2 separate regions of the Macaca mulatta genome follow, and region 2 is linked to region 1. A link is a contact called in public Hi-C data. All regions are on one chromosome and are shown on one strand. Each heading gives the region's core, a stretch centred on a gene start, on an enhancer-like site or on the middle of the called end of the contact. The rest is flanking DNA. Distances are from core to core; before and after follow the strand shown.

Evidence for each region. Hi-C and Micro-C count contacts between places; a contact is called where the count stands out from the background.
Region 2: a contact with region 1 is called in a Hi-C map of fetal cortex germinal zone, with 4 times the contacts expected there. The contact joins the promoter of UNG here to the promoter of ISCU in region 1. A contact is called at or near these places in 3 of 14 Hi-C or Micro-C datasets (fetal cortex germinal zone, fetal cortical plate and liver).

The regions. Positions count from the first base shown.
Region 1 is chr11:115,688,582-115,694,963 of T2T-MMU8v2.0, forward strand. ISCU (iron-sulfur cluster assembly enzyme) reads left to right here and starts at 2,454. Exons shown (of 5, transcript NM_001261474.1): 1 at 2,454-2,620; 2 at 4,130-4,243; 3 at 5,137-5,247. The coding sequence starts at 2,507. It overlaps SART3 (spliceosome associated factor 3, U4/U6 recycling protein), which reads right to left and starts at 1,085. Exons shown (of 19, transcript NM_001257555.1): 1 at 763-1,085. The coding sequence starts at 1,074. It overlaps LOC144333019 (a long non-coding RNA gene), which reads left to right. Exons shown (of 2, transcript XR_013401325.1): 2 at 1-1,088.
Region 2 is chr11:116,229,284-116,235,665 of T2T-MMU8v2.0, forward strand. UNG (uracil DNA glycosylase) reads left to right here and starts at 2,280. Exons shown (of 6, transcript XM_015152724.3): 1 at 2,280-2,503; 2 at 3,118-3,324. The coding sequence starts at 2,372.

The DNA of each region.
Region 1 (6,382 bases), core at 1,204-3,703:
TTTCTCTCAGATCATCCTAATCTAAATGTGCCACCTATTTCCTGCTGAGATCCTGGATTATACAGTAGATATCACCACCTCGTAAGGTTACAAACGAAAGACCATGTTATGACTAGATGCTAGGCACTGGACTATAGATACTGTTACAACAATTATATTATGCAGACATTGTTGCTCCCAATCTGCAGATGAGGAAGCCGAGAGGATCAGAGAAATTAAGAAATTCTCACAAGGACATACAAGGGTGGAACAGCTAGAACTGAGGCCTTAACCTCCAGAACCAGCAAACCTTTCCATTTCTATTATCACCATCGCGGTCAATATTTTTCCTACCACAAGTTTCATCACCGCCGTCATTCCTACACAACAAAGTAACAGTCTCTTGTGAACGAGTGTATTTCTACTGTTGGACGTGTGGCTACGAGGGGGAGTTCTGGAATGGGATCAAAGTACGAGGCCTGACTTGCAGGAAGTATTATCTTGAGCAAGAGACTTTCCTCCACGAACCTCAGTTTCCTCCAATAAAATGGGGATAGATAACAGGGCTTCCTTCACAGGGTGGTGAGGAGGATTCAATGGGATAACATTTGCAAAGCACCGGGCACGCAGTAAGCACTCAAATGACAGGAGCTACGGTCATGAAAAAGGGGTTTGCAGCCTTGGCGGCTTTATGGCCGCCGAGGACTAGGGAGGCGGGCCAGGACACGGGGACCTGAGGACCTGAAAGACTGGAAGGTGCCCGCTGCCCACCCCCGGGCCCACCTGCTCCTCCAGTCTCTCAATCTCCAGCTGGTTCTTCTCCTCCTCTTCGTCATATTCCCACTCGTACTCCCCGGGGGAGCTCTCCGCGGAGGAAGCCATGGCGTACTCATCCCCATCGCTCTCGCTCACGCCTTCCTCCTGCTGATCCCACCCTGGCCCCACGGTCTTGTATGTCGCAGCGGCCACAGCCCGCGATAACACCTTCCTTCTTGTCCTCGCCGCCTTAACCTCATCCTCCTCTCCGTCAGCCTTGGGCCCAGCCTTGGACTCAGCCTCAGGTTCTGAAGCCGAGGTTGCGGCCGCAGTCGCCATCTTGCGCTTCTAATGACTCTCGGGTCTTCCCGCGGCCGCCAAAGACCCGCTGAGGCAGAAGCTGCCCGCGGCGCGCGCCTTATCAAAAGCCCGTTTTCTTGACACTGAAAGGGAAACTGGGAACCTTAGATAACGAGAAAATCTCCAAATACACTAAATTCATTTTATTTTATACCCCTGTAAAAACTCCCACCAGAGAAAAAACTCATTATCATGGCATACGTTCCGTCACAACTTCGGACAGAAGTTGGGTCTTTGGGCAGGAAGTGGAGGCCATAGAGGAAGTCATGGAGCGAGCGTGGTGTCTGTAGTAAAGAATTTGGCGCCATCTTGAGAAGGTCAAAGTGATTCTTAGAAAAAATACCTTACTTATCGCCTAGCGTGACCTGGCGCTTGGGTTTAGTCTCCCCAGCAACTGCACCTCAAACGCAAAGAAAACTGCAGGTCCTCGGGGAAGGATCGATTTCACCATTCAAGAGAAAAATCCATTTCCCAAAGAAATTCTTCCCCTTTATGTAAACATCTGGTACCTAGGAGGCGTTAAATACACTTGAGTTTTCCGGTTTTATAAGCTCACATACTGCAAACCAACAGTAAATACGCATTTCTTTAGAAATTCTTAATTGCTAGGCACCGACATATAAATTGAATTTGCTGTTGTTTTAGAGAGAAAAATAGACATATACTCATTTTTTTTCAATCAGGACATGGTGTTCGTTTCCTTCTTAAGCTTCCCATTGTTGAGGTAGGCAAGTACTGGAGTGTGTCTCTATCTCTACCTTGCTCCCTCATTAGCAAGCTTAATAGGCAGGAATTACGTCTGTTTTGCTTTCTGTTGGATCCCCGGGTCTAGTAGAGTGCCTTGACACATAGTAGGTACTCGACACAGATGCTGGCTTCATGATGAAGGAATTGTCCTCGAATTAATACAAAAGGGAAGATTCAGACTTAGCAAGCCGGTACCATTTGTCTAGGGACACACAGCCAGGAAGGAACCGAACCAGGATTCTAACCCAGGACTACCCAAGTTCGAATTCTAATTGAACCTAAGCCCTAAGCGACCTTGGACGGAGTGACCAAACTGCCCTGAATCTCAGCTTCCTTAGCTGCAAAATAGGGTTAGGAAAAGTGGACTCAGTGGTCCTCTGCGCCGCATTCCCACACTGCAGAAGCCTGAGATCCTCTCTCAACCAGAATCCAGCACCCAGGACAAGCCCTCTAGCGACTTCAGACCTTCCCGCTCCCGACCCCGCCCGCCCCCGAGAGGCGTGGTCAAGGCGGGGCCACAGGGCGGAGGCTTGCACGGAACGGTAAGGCGCAGGCGCAAAGCCTCGGTGACGCCAGAGAGGCGCGCTCCCAGCTCGGCGCCGACTCGCAGACGCGCCCCGCCCCTCGGCATCGCTCTGGACTGGCGCAGGCGCAAGCCGGCAAGATGGCGGCAGCTGGAGCTGGCCGTCTGAGGCGGGCAGCGTCGGCTCTGCTGCTCCGGAGCCCCCGCCTGCCCGCCCGGGAGCTATCGGCCCCGGCCCGACTCTATCACAAGAAGGTAGGGACAAACGAGGGGACACGCGGAATGCCGACTCGGGGGAGGCCTGGGCTGGAGCGGCGGCCGCGGGGTTCTACGCAGCCAGGACTAGCTGTCGCCTCCCACGTCTTTCCCCTGACTCACTTTCCCTTGCTACGCAGTGAGGCTCACTGCAACTGATAAACAACAGTTACCGCTTATCGGGCTGCGACTTCCAGGGGGCCCCGCCGCTGGCCGCGACTTCGTGCGTCCCAACTTTAAATTCGCCAACAGCCCAGGAGGCAGGGTCCTGTTGGGACTTGTCTTTTACAGTCCATTGACAGACACACCCCCGGAGCGGGCTCCGGCTTCAGCCACGCTGCTGCCCTGGCCAGATGACCTTGCGCTAGTCACTGCGCCTCTCTGAACTTGTTTCCCCAGGTGTAAATGAGGACTCTCAGCTGTCTCTTACAAAGGATACTGTGCATGGAGTCCTGTCATGGTTCCTGGCACATAGGCCCCAGCACGAGGAGACCGTTTTTGTTACTGCTTTAGGAGTGCATAGGGGAGTCAGACTTGTAACCAACATGCGTAGTGTTTTTGTTTTGTTTTGGGGGTTTTTTTGGCGGGGAAGGAGGGATAGATGCATAGTTTGCAGCCCCTTGCTGTCTGGTGACGCAAAGTCCCCCAGACGTGAGACTGCCACTCTAGAAACAGAATAAATCAACGTGGCACAAAAAGTCCCTCCGTTAGATACTATCCTATAGGGGCCTTTACTTGGAGTCAAAATCCTTAGATGGGGAGGAAAAGGGGACTGGAAGATCGGGGTGCTTACTACTAACCAGTAACCACATTAAGGCCTTCTGTGTGCCAGTTCGAATAGATGTTGATTCTGATCTGGCCTCTGCCCTTTCTCCAAGGGCTTCTTCACTCCTCCCCCTCCCGGCGGTGTGTTTCGTTGAGGGTACACCCCGAGGAAACTTGGACTAGCAGCCTTTCAGCAGCCAGGGTGCGCTGCTGCACCAGGGTGATGACAGGCTCTGAAATACGGTAATGGCACTGTTTTTATTTTGAAAGACACATAAACGTACACATTCCATAGCATTGTTCTCTGTGTAACAGTCACCTTAAGGCTTCTAAAAGTTTTCCCTTCCTGGGCCATAGTTATTTTTAGAATTTTTAAATAGTAATCATCCTTTGAGGATAGTTTTTATTTGAAAATAACAAAACTGCTGTTTGAGCCCAAGTCTGGTGATGTAGGTGGGTAAAAGTCAAGTATTTTTGTAAAAACCCTATGGAATTAAGACATGATTTCACTGATATTTTTTTCTTCTAGGTGTCGCTAATCTGTGAAGTAGTTGTAGAGGAGACACAAAAGGAATTGGGGGTCACAAATGGTTCTCACTGACATGAGTGTAGACCTTTCTACTCAGGTGAAATTTGGTGATTGCCTGCCAGGTTCAAGATGCTGACTTCCAGGAGCTTGCCACCATACCAGAGACCAGCACCAATAGAGAGTGAACACGATTTATCTTAACCCTCTCATTTTAGGTTGTTGATCATTATGAAAATCCTAGAAACGTGGGGTCCCTTGACAAGACATCTAAAAATGTTGGAACTGGACTGGTGGGGGCTCCAGCATGTGGTGACGTAATGAAATTACAGGTATGGCTAGTCTTTAATAGTGATAACAATAATCCCTTTAAGTTTACAAAGCACTTGCACATACAGCATTTCACTCGGTCTCCATCTTTATTCCTGTGAGATGGGATGAGTCCATGTTAGACATGATTGGAACAGGGCCTCAATCGTAGCTCTCCTGCTAGGCTAGTGTACTATGCCGACTTTTTCCGAAATAGAAAAGTAATCTCATTTTTGTACTCACTGTATAAGTTTAAATTCCAACTTCAGCCAACGAAAGAGTTTTGTAAATTTTACTGATCAAAGGAAAATCCCAGTGAGCTAGCAGTCCCCAATGAGATAAGAAACACAGTAAATTAAACCTGTCCCCAGATTGGGAGCAACATGAAGATAGTGTCTAGTGCTTTGGGTAAACTGTTGTTGTAGCGCCAATCTGCTGCTTCATGGTGAGTGGGCAGCTTGCCAGAGATCTTCATACCTATCTTGGAATACAGAAACAAAACAGGAGGAAACCACTAAGTATAATCTGCTGCCCAAGAAAAAAGTATTAACCAGAGACCTTTATTGTGTACTCTCTCAGTGTTTAAGAGGCAGATTGCCCCAGCAGCTGTGAGCAGACTGCCTCAAATAGAAGTTCATAGCCAAAATGCAAGCCAGAGTCGCAAAACAAAATAATATTGGGGTGGAGGAACATATTTTTCAGCTGATCTTTGTCAGTTGGGCCTGGATAGTTGTCCCTGCATTTCACTTTTCATCACTGAGCTCTCTGAAACAAGGCAAAATCAGTAATTAATACCATCACTTAGTATGGAAAGCAAGCCCAAAGCCCTTGGGGAAGGCCCCAATGAAACTTCGTGAGTGCCAAGTTCCAGAGGGTGGTCCTAGGACTCACCACTTAACTCTTGTCTCTTTTCTAGATTCAAGTGGATGAAAAGGGGAAAATTGTGGATGCTAGGTTTAAAACATTTGGCTGTGGTTCTGCAATTGCCTCCAGCTCATTAGCCACTGAATGGGTGAAAGGAAAGACGGTAAGGTTGCTCACAAATCTGACAGAATGAAATTGCATTCACCCCAAGCCTGTCTCTTGACGGGTCTAATGGGTCAAAAACAACCATAACTTTTTTTTAATATTCTGAATTTTTAAAGTTTCTGCTATACAGATGTTGATTATATTAATTCTTCAAATTGGGAATTATAGATCATTCTAGATGATGTTTGGGTTTTTTTCTTGTTGATCATTTTGTTTGTTTGTTTGGGTGTTAATTACATACAAAAAAGATCCTCACCTGTCCCTCTAACAAAATAGAATTTAGAAGAAATCTTTGGCTTTCTCTAAGGTTACCAATACTCTTATAATTTGTCAAGTCAGAGAGTTGTTATATGGTAGTTATTTTCTTGCTTATTTCCTCTCATGTTTCAGGAAGGGTTCTAGGTGGCTTACAAGGATTGGTGAAATAAACTAGCGTGTGTTAAAAGAGGGATTAAAGAATCAAAAACACAGCAAGGGTAGGGGCAAAGTGAACAACGAAATCAGAACAGTGATCCAGGTGGCTGATCACAAGCCCTCTAAAGGCAGAGATAATAAAGAGCTAGAACTTCTCTTTCATCCCTTTCTCTCCGAAGTGTCTTTCCCTGGTAGCTGCAGAGGTCAAAGGTCCCAAAAGCAGTGAAGAGCTGGACTTTCTAAAATCCAGTTGCTGTCAGAACCTCTCAGAAAAGCCAACCATCATGGCACTCATCTTTGCTGCCCCAAGGGACCAGGTGCAGGGAGCTGAGTCATGGAGGAGCATGCTTGGGAGCTGGCCAGCTCCACGGCAGAGCGGTTTGCCAGGCCACGTGCCACCTGCTTCCTGTGGCTCACGGCCTTCTGGCTGGCAAGCTCCTGTGGGCCAGGAAGCTCAGACCTAACCTGCTCTGGCAGGAGGTAGCCCTGAAGTGGTTTGTCAGGAACTGTCCTCAGGTGAAGGGAGAAATGAGACAAGGCACTTATGCTCCCAGAACCTGGCTCTTAGGGGACTGTGAATTGTGATCAGAAAATGGGAGAGAGAACATTTCTTTAACCTTTAAACTGAGATCGCCTATCTGAGTTTCAGGAGCAGAACCTGAATCAGCCAAGAAGGGTTAGCAGAATTGGGAAATTGAACGATAGTCAGACATAGCAAA
Region 2 (6,382 bases), core at 1,030-3,529, 540 kb after region 1:
CAGTCATATACCCACATTTGTATCACTTATTTGTTCCTTTTTATTACTGGATGGAAGGGATGCCCCACGGGAGTAGGCCCCACATAGGGTTGTTTCTCTGGTTTTAGGCTACTATGAGTAAAATCACTATAAACATTCACATACAAGCTTTTGTGTGAATACAGATTTCCATCTCCCTTGGGTAAATGCTTAGGCGTGGGAGTGCTGGGTCACATGGTAAGTGTATGTTTACCTGTATACAAAACTGTGGAACTGTTTTTCAAAGTGGCTCTAAAGGCAAATGATTTTCAGCTTTGAGCCTCTCTCTCTTAGACTTCAGCTTCTCGTCCTAGGCACCGGGACACACCAGCAACAAGGAGCGAGTTCCTTTCCTCACTCAGGTTACATTTTGGGGATGGAGACAGAAACACACAAGGAAAGAATAAATAAAATGCTGTCTCTAAAGAAACTGTATAAAAAGAATAAATAAATACGATGCTTTTGTATAGTATAGCAGTTATAGAGCGATGGGCTAGGAAGTGGGGCAGGAGGAGAAGACCTTTTCAGAGAAAGATCTTGAGCGGAGACCTGAGGCTTTCCAGGCAAGGGGATGGTGAGTGCAAGAGTGTACAGGCCACAGAGGGACAAGTTGGGTGTGTCCAGCAAATGTGCTGGGAGCTGAACTCAGTAGTGGGGGCTTCCGCCGGAGAGGAAGCAGCATTGAGACCTGGGTAGGAAGCTGGGGTTTATTCTAAGCCTATTTGAAAACCGTAGAAGGGTTTTAACCCGAGGATTGCCTTTTTTTCTTTTTCCTTTTTTTGTTTTTAGACAGGGTCTTGCTCTGTCGCCCAGGCTGGAGTGCAGTGACACGATCTCAGCTCACTGCAACTTCCGCCTCCTGGGTTCAAGTGATTCTCCTGCCTCAGCCTCCCGAGTAGCTGGGATTGCAAGTGCGTGCCACCACGCCTGGCTAATTTTTGTATTTTTAGTAGAGACGGGGTTTCACCATGTTTGCCAGGCTGGTCTCAAACTCCTGTGCTCAAGCAATAAGCCCCTGTAGGCTTCCCAAAGTGCTGGGATTACAGGCGTGAGCCACCGAGCTGGGCCAGGCCCAGAGTATTGTCATGATGTAAAAATCTCTCTCTAGAAAAGAGAACACCAGCTTCCCATCTGGTCTTCTGTAGCCAGGAAATGCAAGAGCAGCAGTTGAATTTGAGATTTTCTTTGGAGAAAGAACCAAAAGGAGATATGGATGGTTTGGATGTAAGGGAAGGAAAGAGAATCCTAAGCATATTAGTAGTGGTGGGGAGGAGGTGCTGTACAGTGGTGTCATTTGGAGGACAAATCATTGGGGTTTAACCTCTGTGACTCGAAAGTCTCCCACAAGCCTGATACATTAGGCAAAATGTTTGTGCTAAGCCTTAGTTTATTGTCATAAAATAGGCCATGAAAATTGCGTGAGATAATGTATGTAACAGTTCAACAAATACTATTGGCAGGGCATCGTGGCTCACGCCTGTAATCCCAGCACTTCGGGAGGCCGAGGTGGGCAGATCATCTGAGGTCAGGAGTTTGAGACCAGACTGGCCAACATGGTGAAACCCTGTCTCTACTAAAAAATACAAAACTCAGCCGGCGTGCGCCTGTAATCTCAGCTACTGGGGAGGCTGAGGCACGAGAATCACTTGAATTGGGGAGGCAGAGGTTGCAGTCAGCCAAGATCACACCACTGCACTCCAGCCTGGGTGACAGAGCGAGACTGTCTCAAAAACAAAACACACACAAAAAATATAATAGTATTTGTTTGTTTCTGTTTTTGAGACGCCTCGGATTACAGTGCTGGGATTACAGACGTGAGCCGTCAAGCCCGGACAATACTATTATATTGTTCATTGCACTCCAACAACACCCTTAAGGGCCAGGTACTTTTTTTCCCTCCTATCCCCAGAGACAGGGTCTCGCTCTGTCGCCCAGGCTGGAGTGCAATGGCGCGATCAAAGCTCACTACAGCTCCAACCTTCTGGCCTCAAGCGATCCTCCCGCCTGAGCCTCCCAAAGCGCTAGGATTACAGGCGTGGGCCACCGCGGCCGGCCAGTCTTTTCGTCTTGCAGCTGAGCCTGGAGAGCCTTTCCAAAGGGCAGAGGTGGGTCGAGGGCATGAATGAATAGGCCCGCGGGCACCGTTGCACGCCCCACCTCCTCCCAGGGGCATTGCACTCCAGCCCCTCCCGCACATGCGCACTGGGCCTTCCACCGCCCCCCGCCCCCCGCCCCCAGCAAAGCCCCCCGCTCGGAGCATGCGCGGGCCGCTTGGCGCCAATTGCTGACCGCCACAGCCAGGGCCAGCCTCGCAGGTTCCCGGGTGGTGCGCGTTCGCTGCCTCGGCTCCGGGATGATCGGCCAGAAGACGCTCTACTCCTTCTTCTCCCCTAGCCCCGCCAGGAAGCGACGCGCCCCCAGCCCCGAGCCGGCCGTCCTGGGGACTGGCGTGGCGGCCGTGCCTGAGGAGAACAGAGATGCGGCGGTGAGGCGCGGCGTGGGGCCGGGACTTGGGGGGGTAAAGAGGGAGGAAGGCGGTGGGTCCCGCCTGACTGAGGGCGTGCAGCAGCGCGCCTCTTAACTCGGTAAACCGGGGCCCCGCTTTCCAAATAGCCTCCACGTGTTCAAAACAGCCGCCGCTGTCCCCCATGGGCCGCCATGCTGAGGGATCAGCCAATGGGGACGCGCCTCGGCGCCCATGGTGCCAATCCGCGCGCCGCAGGCCCGCCTGGCTCGGTGCGCTGTCCAGTCAGAGGGGAGAGGGGGCGGGACCCCAGAGGGAGTTTTTTTGCCGCGAAAAGGCCACGTGGGGCTGTGGGGGGCGGGTCTGGCGGGGCGGGGCACCTCGGTACTGGGTCCGCAGTCTCCTTGATGCTCCGCGGGGCCGCTTCCCAGCCCCACTCCCCGCTCCGGTTTAGAATCTAATTCCCAATTCCCGGACTGGGCCCAGTCCTGGGCTCCTATTGTCCGATTTTGCTGCGACCTGCTCCACTAATGGGCGTCTTCTGCCTTGGGCCGTGGGGGTTGGGCCAGAAGCTGCGGACTCCTGGGAAGCGGCCTCTGCAGCTCTTGAGCCGCCTCTGCGGGGACCCCTTGCAGGCCAACCCCCCCAAGAAGGCCCCGGCCGCGCAGGAGGAGCCCGGGACGCCGCCCTCCTCGCCGCTGAGTGCTGAGCAGTTGGACCGGATCCAGAGGAACAAGGCCGCGGCCCTGCTCAGACTTGCGGCCCGCAACGTGCCCGTGGGCTTTGGGGAGAGCTGGAAGAAGCACCTCAGCGGGGAGTTCGGAAAACCGTATTTTATCAAGGTAAATATGGAAATGCATCTTCCATAAGGGTAAATGTGGAGGCTTCCGGCCCTTTGTCTTGTTACTGCGGCCGGCGAAGTTCATGTTTCCATAGGCTTAGGTTGTACTCCCTTCAACGTCCTTTACTCACAAAGGGGGTAAAAGAAAGCCATGATGTTTCAGTCTGCACCTTTATATTGGTTAAAGTTGCTAACGACCCGTGAGATGGTATCATGGATTCATTTAAGTCACATAGTCTATTGTCCAGGAAAGGCTGGCATAGTAAAACCACCAACCATCCTGAATGAAACCTGGCTTGAACTTTAAAAAGCCGGGAGGAGTGGCACTGTTAGGACCCAGCCCAGAAAAAAAGGCAGGGAATTGGCCTGATTGAACCACTTGGGGGAGCGGGGGGCAGGCAGGCACTGTTTTTGTTGGTGATGGTTTTTTTTTGTTTTTTTATTTTTGAGACGGAGTCTCGCTCTGTCACCCAGGCTGGAGTACAGTGGCCTGATCTCAGCTCACTGCAAGCTCCGCCTCCCGGGTTTACGCCATTCTCCTGCCTCAGCCTCCCGAGTAGCTGGGACTACAGGCGCCCGCCACCTCGCCCGGCTAATTTTTTGTATTTTTAGTAGAGATGGGGTTTCACCGTGTTAGCCCGGATGGTCTTGATCTCCTGACCTCGTGATCCGCTCGTCTCGGCCTCGCAAAGTGCTGGGATTACAGGCTTGAGCCACCGCGCCCGGCCTTGTTGGTTGTTTTTTTAAAAGAATTTGGACATAAAACACGACAAAGAACTAATGATGTTCCAAATAACTTGCACTAGAAGCTTTCTTGTTTAATTCTTATGGCCTCCAGTGAGAATCTGATTTTAAGTCTAGTTTATCTTTAAATCAGCTAATGGGATTTGTTGCAGAAGAAAGAAAGCATTACACTGTTTATCCACCCTCACACCAAGTCTTCACCTGGACCCAGATGTGTGACATAAGAGATGTAAGTACAACTTGATGATTTTTATTGGGGAGAAGGAGTCAACTAGTATTTTTAAATTAGGGACACTGGAGTTAAGCCACAGTCCATCATTCAGTAGTAAATAAAACACTGAAATTGTGAGGTTTGGCTGACTGTGTTTCAGCCTGTATTTACTCTTTTTAATGTTTACCACATGCTATTTATGCGGCAAAAAGGAGAACTATGTACATCCTGTGCTCTTATTTCTTGTATTTTTTTTAAATCCTGAAACTAACCTCCCTCAGTGTTAGATACTATGGTGGTGATGAAGTTCAGACTGACACACAAAGCAGTTAAATCTTTTGCAGCTTGTTATAGTCAACCCCACCTTGACCTGACCACACTGCCTTATAGTTAGCACTTTCAAGCTCTTGATTTTCTGGCCTGAATAGTTTTGTGGTTCTGTTAACAGATCCCTTTGCTTTAGTTTGTCTTATATAACAGTTGCTGGTTGGCAGCTCTTGTCCATCTCATGTTCAAAAGTCCGTGGGGCTGGGCACAGTGGCTCATGCCTGTAATCCCAGCACTTTGGGAGGCCAAAGTGGGAGGATCATTTGAGGTCAGGAGTTCAAGACCAGCCTGGCCAATGAAACCTGGTGTCTCCTAAAATACCAAAATTAGCCAGGCATGGTGGCGCATGCCTGTAATCCCAGCTACTTGGGAGGCTGAGGTGGGAGAATCGCGTGAGCCCAGAAGGCGGAGGTTGCAGTGAGCCGAGATCATACCACTGCACTCCAGCCTAGGGGACAGAGGCAGACCCTGTCTCAAAAAACAAAAACAAAAAACCGTGGCTCCTCACTGTTGAACTATGAAAACAGAGCAGCCCTCTTTAAATAGGGCCACGTCCTACCACTCAGCCTTAACCTCCATCTCCCACTCCAGAATTGGACAGTGTGGCAAACCCCTTCCCACTTCTGTCTCTTAAAAATCAAGTGGATACCTCTGTGGCACCTCCTTGAAGTCTGTTGCCTTCTACCTCTGTGATCCGGTTTTCCTCTGAGCCGCTACGATGCATTTAGCACCTGCTGATACTGGACTTTTAGGTTTCTTACCCGTTTTCCTCCCCCATTTTGTAAACTGGGGCAAGAATCTTGTGATTTAGTGAATATCTGTGAAATGACATAGAAGTGAAATAGGTGAATAAACCATCTCGATAAGGCAGCCACAGCTAATAGTTACAACATCTCATAAGTTTAAGAATTTAGAATCTAGCTCTTTGGTTTTGAAGCTAAATTAAATCCTGTTAAGATCAATACTAGTTTGCTTCTTGTTTGAATGCCCTATTCTGAATACCAGTGATCAGTATATACCGGGAATAAGGGAATATTTTGAGGGGATGCTCGGGGATGCTCAGAAACCAGTTTCAAACATACGAGGATCAGATGGGCCCGCAGGGCTTCTTGACAGCCCAGCACTGGGAGAGCTGTTTCACACGAGAGTAAGTTGGCATGGTGTGAACACCAAGGGGAGGGACAAGAGGTCCCCAAAAGCCTCCTGGTCATGGGAACATCTGGAGCTGGATTCTGAAGGATAGAGTACGTCAGCTGTGGAGGCGCAGTGGCGCGATGGCTCACTGCACCCTCCGCCTCCTGGGTTCAAGCGATTCTCCTGCCTCAGCCTCCCGAGTAGCTGGGACTACAGGTGCATGCCACCACACCCAGCTAATTTTTCTTTTTTTTTTTTTTTTTTTTGAGACGGAGTCTCGCTCTGTTGCCCAGGCTGGAGTGTAGTGGCCAGATCTCAGCTCACTACAAGCTCCGCCTCCCGGGTTCCCGCCATTCTCCTGCCTCAGCCTCCCGAGTAGCTGGGACTACAGGCGCCCGCCACTTCGCCCGGCTAGCTTTTTGTATTTTTTAGTAGAGACGGGGTTTCACCGTGTTAGCCAGGATGGTCTCGATCTCCTGACCTCGTGATCCGCCCGTCTCGGCCTCCCAAAGTGCTGGGATTACAGGCTTGAGCCACCGCGCCCGGCCAATTTTTCTATTTTTAATAGAGATGGGGTTTCACCTTGTTGGCCAGATGGTTTCGATATCTTGACCTTGTGATCTGCCTGCCTCGGCCTCCCAAA